Linked DNA regions of Mus musculus: all the other regions are linked to region 2. Evidence: chromatin contacts called from public promoter capture Hi-C data. All regions are on one chromosome and are shown on one strand. Each heading gives the region's core, a stretch centred on a gene start, on an enhancer-like site or on the middle of the called end of the contact. The rest is flanking DNA. Distances are from core to core; before and after follow the strand shown. Region 1 holds the start of Arsb (arylsulfatase B). Region 2 holds the start of Thbs4 (thrombospondin 4). Region 3 overlaps Homer1 (homer scaffolding protein 1). Region 4 holds the start of AW495222 (expressed sequence AW495222).

Region 1 (2,700 bases), core at 82-2,581, 980 kb before region 2:
TAACTACCTCATAAAGTGGTTTTTAAAAACGTTTCAGTACAATAAAAACACTACAAGATACGTTCTTACTGTTCCCAGTCATTTAACATACACATACTCTGTGGGGGACATACTCTCTAAAGGGGCAGTGAAGAGACTCATGTGGGCTGGATTCACCCTCAAAGGTAGAAGAAATATCAGCACCCTTATTTTCATTGTAGGGGTACGGAGAACCTGGAAATGACTTCCATTGTTAGCCATGCACAGCGGAGGATCTGAGCGTGGGTGCTGGAATTTCCACGTTGTTGACATATGCATAGTTATAGGCAAGGGGGTAACTTAGTAAAGGAAAGATATAGGAGCCTGGGGTGCACCTTATCTCACCTGTGGCCTGACTCCCAGGTACAACAGGGGCTGAGAGAAAGCTTAAGATCTTTCACATACCCCACCCCCACGCTCATTCACTGAAGGCTTTTCGGGTGATGCGTCCCTTGTCAACAATCCCAAGTCTTTTTAGTGTTTCTAAATTAATCTCTGAAACTCCCATCTACATGGCTTCCTATCCTCCTGGCTCAAGTAGGTCACTCCTGATCTATGACACACCGCGTCAGTCACTAGGGTCCGTCCCAGTGCAGCCTCTCACTTTAATGGCCCTCTGGAGCTCCTTGGGCCTCCCTTTTCTTCTCCATCCTTTCTCCTCAGGACCTCGTCTATCCTTCTCTTTGGGGGTTCACAGACACAGCACCTCGAGATCCCAGAAACCCCGCTCTCCTCTGACCTAGAGAAAACGAAAGCCACTCCTGCCTTCGGCCACCAGGAGGAAGTCAGGCATGCGCAGTGGCCCTAGGCAGCAGCCTGGGGAAGCCAGGGTTGTCGAGCGCGGTCCGACTGAGCTGGCGGGCTCGCGGGGTCACGCGGGGCTGGAGGCCGCCTAGTACCTGATAGCGGCCGGTGAGCAGCTGGCTCCGCGAGGGCGTGCACAGCGGCTGCACGTAGTAGTTGTCCAGGACCACGCCGCCGGCCGCCAGCGCATCCAGGTGCGGCGTGCGGATGACCGAGCCGTGAAAACCCAAGTCGTTCCAGCCCAGGTCGTCCGCCAGCACGAAGACCACATGCGGAGGCTGGGTAGCTCCGGAGGCCCGGGCCGGCGACAGCAGCAGCAGCAGCAGCTGCAGCAGCAGCAGCAAGAGTGGCAGCTGCGGCCCGGGACCTCCAGGCCGGCTCCTGCCAGTGCACGGGCTAAGCTTGCCCATCCTTAGCAGCCTGCAGAGCCCGTGCTGCGGGCACCCCCGACAGAATCGGGAACTGAGCGGCCGGGCTCCCCAGCAAGATTTCATCCACCTGGGCGGGCCGCGGGCTGGGGAGGGCCGGCGTCCACGGCCTCCGCCTCCCGCGGGGGCCGGGGGAGGAGCCGCACAGAGCGCGCGGGCGAACTCAGCCGGTCCTTCCAAGGCCCAGAGGCCCGTTCTTTATTTTAGCCATGAACTCGAGAGCCACAAGTTCCAAAGCTGTTTCACAACCTTTATCTGATTAAATCTAGCCGCAAACTTGACAGCTAAGCACTATAGTTAGCGCTCCTTTTATCCCCAGAAGAAACCCTGTAATGGTTTGGACCATTACAGATGAGAGAAGAGAGGTGGTGCAGATGGTGTTTCAGATTCCTTTGTGCAGTGTGTACCCATGAAGCCACTTCCTTCCCATCATCAGTGGGCCAAACACATTCATTCTGTCTGCCCAGAATCTAAAATGAAATGGTGAAGTTTCATTTCAAGACATTCGGGGTATGCCCACCTAAGACTGTCTACTTGCTTACTCAATGTCTAGAGATGAGTGATAACTGTTAGGTGGAGAGAGAAAAAATGTGCGCTGCCTGAAGGACACACCCTCTCTGGCTGAGGCCGAGTCCGTGGGAGTTACTTTACAGCTTTAGAAGCTCTGGATGAATGATACCCTTGAAAAGTAATTATTGCTGATGTACTCAACTGACTTCCATGCGGTTGGCTGATGGGCGTTTGTGGTATTGTTCCTTATAACCAATTTTAATTTCTTATCGGTTTCTCACTAATAAATTAGATGAAATCACATGATGTATTCATTTCTGCATTTGTGATTTGTGTGAGAGTAAAAAAATTCTTTTGTGTGTGTGTGTGGTTTTTTTTTTTTTTTTTTTTTGAGACAGGGTTTCTCTGTGTAGCCCTGGCTGTCCTGGAACTCACTTTGTAAACCAGGCTAGCCTTGAACCCAGAAATCCGCCTGCCTCTGCCTCCCGAGTGCTGGGACTAAAGGTGTGTGCCACCACGCCCGGCCAAAATTTTCCTTTTTAAAAAAAGATTATCCTTGAATATATGTTTCCCTCTTAACATACATAAGAGTTTTCTTTGAAGTAGATAACTACTACTTATCCTTAGTAAAATATAGCCAGAAAGTTTTAAATTTTGGCATTTTTAAACCCAAAAACAATATCTTAGAAGAGTTGTTTGTTCGCTTTTGTGTTGGGGATAGTGTGGTCTCTGCATATTCTTCTACTCCATAATTGTTTTCTATAGTCCTCTCCTTTTTGTTTTTAAGCAGGTGCTTACTATGTACCCCAGGATAGCTCCTCCAGCTCTCTGTCCTCCTGCCTCTTCATCTCCCACTGACAGAACTGGGATTACAGTCCCAGGCCAAGGTCCAGGTTTTCCCTGCCCTTGATAAGCATCAAACAGCCTCCAGTAATACTGC
Region 2 (2,700 bases), core at 88-2,587:
AGCATTTAAAGGCAGAGCTGTTCTGTCTAAAGGCAGAGCTCTTCTGTCTAAAGCATAGGCTAGAGCCCTCCACCCCTCTAACCTTGAGACTCAGTTCGGAAACCTGGAGAAAATATTCCAAAGTCTGATCCATCTCATTATTGCATAGGGACGCATACCTGCCCCTTTTGTGTGTTTTCAGTTCTAACTGATAGGCATATGGTGACCCATTCTGCCTAATGCACTAGATAAAACAACATTACAGAATGCCCAGAGAGGCCTTTATTAGACACCAAAGAGAAGATTGCTGAGAGGACAGCTCAGATCTTCGACTTATTAGCTGTAAACACAATCAGGAGTGGAGAGGGATTGGAGATAGAATGGTGGGTTAACCACCCAGCTGGTGGTAGATAGCTTCTACAAATGGAATGCTTTGAGAATACAGATGAGATAGGTCTAGAAATCCTCTGAAGCCCTCTGCACTGGTGGGGATTGTTACACAGGGAATATTTTTACTGCCGCTTTTCAAATGTTTTTCCCTTTAGTTAATCCATGACACCCTCTGAGGGCTCTGCCTGGGAGGAAGAGGGGCCACTCCAGTGCCCCTGCTTTGTCTTCCTAACCCCATAGCTTCAAACTGAACCTTTAGAAAGTGTTGTGCTGCCCAAGGTGGGTGCACAGCCCTTTTGCAAACTGGCCTGAAGTAAATCATCCATGAGACTCAGTATCTCCATCTCTGCCTAACTGTCTGCGTGGATACCTTGCGACATTTTTATTTCCAACACCCCCGCATTAAATAAATAAATAAATAAATAAATAAATAAATAAATCAATCCTTTCCACTTATCACTCTTTCTGTCTCAAAACTTGGTGGAAAAAAAAAAATTCATCATTTCAATTGTTCAAGGAAAGCTTGTAGAAATACACAAATCCTGTGGGGGAATCAGCAGTCAAGACCAGTTGGGAAAGCAATTAAAGTATTTAGAGACACGTCCAAGTGATGTTTCTCTAAATAACATAAAAAGTAAGAGGGAAAAGCATAGAGGTGCTCAAGGCTAGGGGACCAGAAGAGGCCTCCTCCGCTGTGGCCCTCTCTGCCCAACCTCTGTCCCTTCCTCAGCACACTTCTGTGTCTGCCCACCCCTTCCCACTGTCCACCTCATTCCATTCCGTCTGGTCTCCACACCAGCGTTTCCCTCGGTGGCCCACGCTCCCGGTTCCCGCCGTCCCCGCTCTTCCTGGCAAATGGGGGATCCTGGCCAAGGGGGCCGCCCTGACTCGGTCCTCCCCCGCACCCTCCCCCCCCCCGCCCCCCGGGCGGCTGGACCATAAAGCGCGGGCTGCGGCCGCGGAGCCCAGCAGCCAGCGCCCCTCCGACGGCTGCGCACTGCCCTGCCCGCCACCTGCGCGCTCACTGCCCGAGGCCAGCAAACAGCGCCCTACGCCGGCAAAGCCACGCCACATTGTCGCCTGCACAGCCCTCAGGGAGCAGAAGAGTCACCATGCCGGCCCCACGCGCGGCCGCGGCCGCCTTCCTCCTGCTGCACCTGGTCCTGCAGCCGTGGCAGCGGACGAGCGCCCAGGCCACACCCCAGGGTAAGTGGCTTCCTTTGGTCCCCTTTGCATCCAGCTAACTGTTGCTGTCCTGAGATCACCTAGAGGGGCCAGTTTTGCACTGCTCTGCCTGGGCTCCTGAGGCCTTGCCATGCACCTCTCTGTTCCTCCGGGACCAGAATGGAAGTACATCGTTATTGAAAGTGATGAGGAAAGTCTAGAATTTTCTCCAATTCCTTTACCCAACCACAGGACCAATTCCTTAAACTATAGTTTGGAGGGGGGTGCAAACTAGTTTTCATCATTCACTGTAGAATGTGCCACAGGGTCATTGGTCCTCTGGCAGGGGTTGAAATCCTGGTTGTCTGAAGACCAGTGTCTGTTCCCTCCAGTCCCTTCTCTCAGGGAAGCCCTGGCACCAAGTGGCACCACCCGTGAGCAATGCTGCTTTGCTCCACCCGCCTTCCGTGCTTCTTACAATCAAAGGTTAGCTCCCCCCCTCCCCCGGACTCAGTGTGGTTACTTGAGACTCTTTAGAAATCGATCTTTTTCTGTGAAGAGGCAAAAAAAAAAAAAAAAAAAAAAAATTCAATATTTGACAGGGAGTTGAAATAATTTTCAGGTAGAAAGCACTTACGGCTAAGCAAAATTTCGTATAAAGACCACAAGGAAGCAATTACTACAGCCAGGAAGGATCTCGGGGCTCGGGCAGGCTGTGCACATTGGCCTTCCTCGTGACACTGGGCACCTGGATTGGTTTACTATGGACGAGAATGAGGAAAGCCAGAAGCAGCACAGGAGGAGAAAAAGGTTTCCTTCCCGAGGCTGAGCAAAGCACGCTGAGCAGGCAGTCTGTGTTCCCTTCATGCCACCACAGTGGCCACCCACTGCACCCAACAGTCCAGAGGTTATTTTCTGTTATATAATATCTTCTGTTATATAAATTCTTGACATTGGAGCACACAACTTAGTGGTGTAGGTTAGGTTTGGATTCTACTTCTTTAGACCAGACAGTGAAGACTTGCATTCAAGTGATATAACCTAACTTATCCTGTTAACTTAGTTTCTGCAGACAATCTGATTAAGTCAGGTGTCTGGCAGATTCTTTTATAGAATTATCAAGTCGGCAATCAGCAGCTCAACTGATTTAATTCACTTATCTCCTTC
Region 3 (2,700 bases), core at 54-2,553, 590 kb before region 2:
AATAATAATAATAATAATAATAATAATAATAATACTGGGAATGGGCTGGCACGATACCTCAGCAGGTCAAAGCAGCTGCCACGAAAACCTGATAATCTGAGTTCAGACCCCAAACCCCAACATGGGAGCCACAACATATACTTACCCACAACTCCATAAAGATATTCTATCCACATGCACCCAGACATGCTCACACACTTAAAAAATTCTTTGTTATTTAATATATACAGTTGTCTTTGATTAAAAATTTCTTAAAGGGATTTTCAGTGCTAGTCACAACCTTTCCCACAGATTTAAAAAACAAAACAAAACAAAAAACCTGTGAACAAAATCAACAAACAGGACAACAACAAAACACTGAAACAACCCACTCTCTTAAAGCAGTCACACTAACTGTCAATGATTTATACATGTCTGTCTAACGGCACTGGCCAGGATGGCTGTACTGCTTGATAGACTCCAGCTGGAACTTTCAGCTTTATTTTCCTGAGTTCAAACATTTTAGAAGAGCTAAAAACTGGGGGAATTAAATGACAAAAAGACCTCTCACAAATCTTTAGTGGACTCCACAGCTGAGCACACAGAGTCAGGAAATAGGCGGTGGGGGGTAGGGTGGGGGATTAAGGAGGTGGTGGCAGTGGAGGCAGAGAAAAGCCAGACACTGGAAGGACTGAGCCATGGTGGTGCTGGCCATAGAGAAGGCAGTTTGAAATCTTGGCAAATGAACAAGACCTTAAAAACACTTCAAGCTTTCCAGGGAAACCTCAAAAGACTGAGTGGAACGAGGCTAAAGGATTTTTTTTTCTCTAGGATTTGGAAAAAAATGAAATAAACTCAAGCTATTGATATATAAATTCACAGTTCCACAAATTCAAGAGATCTACTGACTGCTGATGATAATATAAACTTTATAAAACCTCACTGTATATATAGTGGACTGACTCAAACAAAGATTGCAGACTGCTGAATTGGAAGTGTGCACTTCTTTTTATAAATTCTTTAATGTTGAATGCAGCGGACTGCTGCAAACCTTCTTTCTAGGAAAGGATCATACAGTCATGGAAACATGACTGATCTTCAGTGGATATTAACCACCAGCGGTTTGCCAGTAAGGCAGGCTTCCATTGAGATAAAAAAAACTACAAAAATTATCGTATCACTAAGTACATTCATGTATTACAAGCAGAGCTCCACCCTTTTTCATGTGGTAAACTGAAAGTTAATCTGTATGCACAGGAGTGGGTAATATCCATCGTGTTCTAAGTCCGTCCTCCAGGCTCTACTCCTCTCCTTCCTACACATCTGCCATCTGGGCCTGCTCTACTCAACACTACTCTGCTACTCAGCCATTTCCCTACTGTCTACCGAGCTCACTCACTTGGTTTCCTTTTCAAAAGGGGCACTGGTGACATCTGCTTCCTATGAGCTAAATGCATTTCTATGTTTCCAATATAGAGAAATTTTAAGAAATTGTTTTCTTGCTGCTATTAGCAATATTGGTATTTTTAATTTTCTATTTTAAATCTCTAATATTATTAATTTTTATTTAAACATTTCCATAGTTTTCAAATTGTTCCTTTATTACTAAAAACAAAAGATAATTAAAAATGTTTATTGTCTGACTGCAAATCAATAAATCTGTATAATCATATGCCACGAAAACCCTAAATACATAGGAATTGCACAGGATGTTGCCTAGGCTGGCTTTGAACTTCCAATCTTAAGAAATCTTCCAACCATATACGGCCAAGTACTTAGGAATACCTTTAAGCACCTTTGTGCTAGGACAGAAAATGTATTTTGTTATAATTGTTTTCATTTTTGAGACAGGTTTTCTTTGTGTAGATCTGGCTATCCTGAAACAAAGAGATCTGCCTGCCCCTGCCTCCTGAGTACTGGGATTAAGGCATGCACCACCACTGACTGGCACTGGGAAATGTATTTTTAACTTACTACAACTAACTATCAGTTAAGTATCTCGGTTAACTTTCAAGAAACTAGAGAGGATATCTATTATTCCTATGTTATAGATTAAGTACTGAGCTGAAAGAGAGACGTTCCCAAAGGCATGCGCCTAATGTGGCAGAGCTGGAACTACAATCAGTTCATTTGCTTTCAAAAGCTGAACAGTCTTCACTCTCATTATACTGTGAAGAATATTGTCTGACCAGCAAAAGCTGAAACTTAGCTATATATATTCTCTGATAACCAAAGAATAACCCCAGAAGATGTCAGGTGTTCATGTGCTGCATTTACATACAAATTTCCCTTCGCCACAGAACCGTTAGTTACCCCAATCCTGGCAGGGCCATCCTTACCCGCTTGTGCAGCCGCTCTGCTTCCTCCTGGTACGCAGCAAGCTGTTGCTTCCACTGCTTCACATTGGCAGTGGACTCCAGCAGGGCTGCAGTGAGTTTGGCATTGTTGCCTTTGAGGGTAGCTAGCTCAGCCTCCCAGTGTTTGCTGATTGCTGAACTAAAATGCAACAAGGAGAATACTGATCACTTCACTGAGAACTGTTTCTGAATGGACAATAATATTTAGTTCTACTACCAGGATTATAGTCTAAGAGTGTTTTCAAAGACAACCCCAAACATTAAAACAACAAAAAATACTTCTAGCAGAATGATGGAACAGATCAGTGTGACACAGATATATGTTAATATATACTGTACCCCAAACCAAAAATAATACCTAAAT
Region 4 (2,700 bases), core at 126-2,625, 920 kb before region 2:
AAACAGGTTTTGAATCCCAGGTGAGCCTGCTAATTTGGTTCACTGAAGAACTGCGCTGTCCTTAAAAGGACTTCAGAGAGATCTGCCTGCCTCTTCCTCCAGGTAGGGGATTAAAGGAGTTCACCACCACTCCCAGCAAGTACAGGGCGAGGGGAGATGAAGAGATTACTAAAACAGAAACAAACCCATTACCTTCACTCAGCAAATACTGGCAAACACTGGCTCCCACCTTGAGCTGATGCATAACAATGATAGAAACAGAGACATCACTTTCTTATATTAGTCTCCCCAGAATTAAGGACACTGGATGGTTTTTGAGTAAAGATTCTTTAAAAGACCAATTATGGACTAGTCTCTGAAGCAGTATTTTCCATTCAAATGAAGCCTTTGGCAAATGCTGTTATTTTTAAATATGGCAAACACAGAGACTGAACATTGGGTTGGTTTCCACTGCTCTTTTATTTTAAAGGTGTTAATGAATTTATCTGTTTTCATTGCGTGTACATGTATGTGTTCATGTCTGCGTGTGGGTGTGTGCAGGTGTGCTCTCCCAGAACTGAAGTAACGGGGCTGCCCATCGAGGATGCTGGGAACTGACCTCTGCTTCTCTGCAGGAGAAGCACACACAGTGCTCTTAACCACTGAGCCATCTCTCTGGCCTCCGATCTTTTACCTTAATAAATATTTGAAGGCTAGTACATGGTGTTTCACAAACAAGAATCTCATGTATGTTATGTAATAATTTTAATTACATAATTGTGTTTTTAAAAAAGTAACAAGTAACTTTGCTTAGCTTGCATTTAGCCATGAATGGGGGTAAAGAGGGGAAAGCAGGTGACAGAACACTGGCTTTTGCAGAGTTCTAGAAAGAAAACGGGAAGGGAGGATTAAAGCTCAGAACTAGCTGACTCGAGATAGGATGCATCAATTCAGGGGAAATCCAATATTTAGTTCTAAACCTGAATGAAGTTAGGGGGTTTTTATCACTGTTTTGTTTTTAAGGGGTTTTTGAAGATTCTAATTTATACGATGAGAACTGAGGGGAAATGAAAGAGATGAACTCAGGAGGAACTGCTAAATGTATAGAAATGGGAACAGAATACCTCGATGTACTCAGTTAAGTGTTAATGAGCAGAGGACCTTTCTGGAAGTCGGGTTTTTTGTTGTTCATTTCTTTATGGGAATGAGAACTGCCTGCTCTAACCTCCCAAAGAGTCGACATAAACTAGATAAACGTAAGACTACTTTACACCACATAAAAGTGTTCTCATATTTCCTAAATTAGTTTGAGTTACTCTGAAATTATTTTTCAGTCTGCCAAAATTAGAGATTTTTTTTTTCAGGGAAACAGAGCGACTTCGCCGATGTTTCTGCACTAGAGGGCGCTCTGGCACTGTTGGGAAAGAGGACCCTAAAATGGAGCCCAGGGAGAGGAAGCAGAAGGAAAAACAAAAAAACCAAAAACATCAGAAAAATTGAGGCTAGAATACAGCGATGTTTAACTCTCAAGGGGTGGCTTCTCTGTCCTTTTTCCTGAGCATGGGGACAAATTTGTTTTGTTTTCTGAGGGCAGCTGGCCTTGCCTGAGTCCTGGCTGTAAACTTGAGTTCGCTGCAGCAGGCAGGACCGGCTTCCTGCAAGCTTGCATCAATGAGAAGGCCCAAGGGTAAGTACCTGAGCTCTCAGGTTAACCTAGAAATTAACTGTATAGTGTGTTTGTTCGGCTCATTACTAACCATCTCTACGTCTGCGCTGATTCTTTAGGATAAATACTCCATTTTATAAGAGAGCAGGCCAGCCAGCCAAGAGTTAAGTAAAGGATAGATTTAAACCCCAGAGTCCCCACTCGGAAGCTCATGTTTACAATGGCCCCTAAAACGTCAGTTCTCTGTAAAAGTTAGGGTTTTGTTTCTCCCACAAGGTAAATAGGACCCTGGTCACAGGAATCTGGATGTTGGGGGCTCAATGAACCCAGTGAATGTATGCAAAATAAGAGTCGTGGTAAAGCTAAGTCATAGAACAAGGGCTTCTGGGAACGCGCATAGGGGCTTTATCTTGATGACAACAGTCAATGTGGGAAGACCCTTCATAATTGTGGACACCACATTCCCTGGGCAGGGGATCCTGGGTAAAGTGCAGGAAGCCAGTTAGCAGCTGTCCAGGGGCTTGCAATCATTTTAGACTATGGATGTGACATGACCAGTTCTCTCAAGCCACTGTCACTGTGACTTCCCCACTCTGAAGGACTGTAACCTGGACCTGTGAACTGAAAGAAACCCTTTCTCCCTGAATTCGCTTCTGTCAGGGTATTTTTTTCCCCCACAGAAACAGGAAGGAAACTAAGACAGAAGCAAAGCAGAATCAATGCATATAAAAATGTTGTGTAAGTGGTTAACAATTGTACACAGAGAAGCTCTTGATTCCCACTGGTGGGGAAGACTAGACCCACACACACGGGACCACTGTCCCTGTCCCTCAAAAGAAAAGGACATTAGTTCGCCTAAGGATGATTGTGAGAGGGAAATGAAACGTAACAGAGGGAAAGCAAGGATGTGAGAGGTGATACTCAGATCCTCTGGCGTGTGCCTGCCAGAAAATGTCTGGGGTTCACCACTAAGCAGGGGGAATTAAGGCAGAATAAACGTTACCCCCAAACCCAGTCAGTGCTCATCTGGAAAGCAGAGAGGCAGGGGAGTTCTT

The links. Promoter capture Hi-C pulls out the DNA fragments that hold promoters and counts their contacts.
Region 1: a contact with region 2 is called in a promoter capture Hi-C map of stem cell-derived epiblast-like cells, with 4 times the contacts expected there. The contact joins the promoter of Arsb here to the promoter of Thbs4 in region 2. A contact is called at or near these places in 4 of 39 promoter capture datasets (the HPC-7 cell line, HPC-7-derived erythroid cells, pre-B cells and 1 more).
Region 3: a contact with region 2 is called in a promoter capture Hi-C map of pre-B cells, with 2.6 times the contacts expected there. The contact joins the enhancer-like site here to the promoter of Thbs4 in region 2. A contact is called at or near these places in 5 of 39 promoter capture datasets (the C10 cell line, hippocampal neurons, liver and 2 more) and 1 of 115 datasets of contacts at active chromatin or transcription factors (embryonic stem cells).
Region 4: a promoter capture Hi-C map of second pharyngeal arch cranial neural crest shows a contact between it and region 2. The contact joins the promoter of AW495222 here to the promoter of Thbs4 in region 2. A contact is called at or near these places in 5 of 39 promoter capture datasets (the C10 cell line, cranial neural crest, frontonasal cranial neural crest and 2 more) and 2 of 9 other capture datasets (embryonic stem cells and liver).

Annotation. Positions count from the first base shown.
Region 1 is chr13:93,770,310-93,773,009 of GRCm38.p6, reverse strand. Arsb (arylsulfatase B) reads right to left here and starts at 1,331. Exons shown (of 8, transcript NM_009712.3): 1 at 918-1,331. The coding sequence starts at 1,232.
Region 2 is chr13:92,793,455-92,796,154 of GRCm38.p6, reverse strand. It overlaps Thbs4 (thrombospondin 4), which reads left to right and starts at 1,337. Exons shown (of 22, transcript NM_011582.3): 1 at 1,337-1,575. The coding sequence starts at 1,482.
Region 3 is chr13:93,387,299-93,389,998 of GRCm38.p6, reverse strand. It overlaps Homer1 (homer scaffolding protein 1), which reads right to left. Exons shown (of 10, transcript NM_147176.4): 7 at 2,319-2,475. Among named protein-coding and RNA genes, the nearest start is that of Gm6109, 60 kb to the left of the region's middle. Within about 2 kb of position 1,303, at least 51 of the 459 cell types and tissues checked have an H3K27ac peak or open chromatin away from gene starts, as enhancers often do. A contact at or near this core is called in pre-B cells, where this site is marked.
Region 4 is chr13:93,717,850-93,720,549 of GRCm38.p6, reverse strand. It overlaps AW495222 (expressed sequence AW495222), which reads left to right and starts at 1,375. Exons shown (of 3, transcript NR_045086.2): 1 at 1,375-1,666. All of the region lies in intron 13 of Dmgdh (dimethylglycine dehydrogenase precursor), which reads right to left.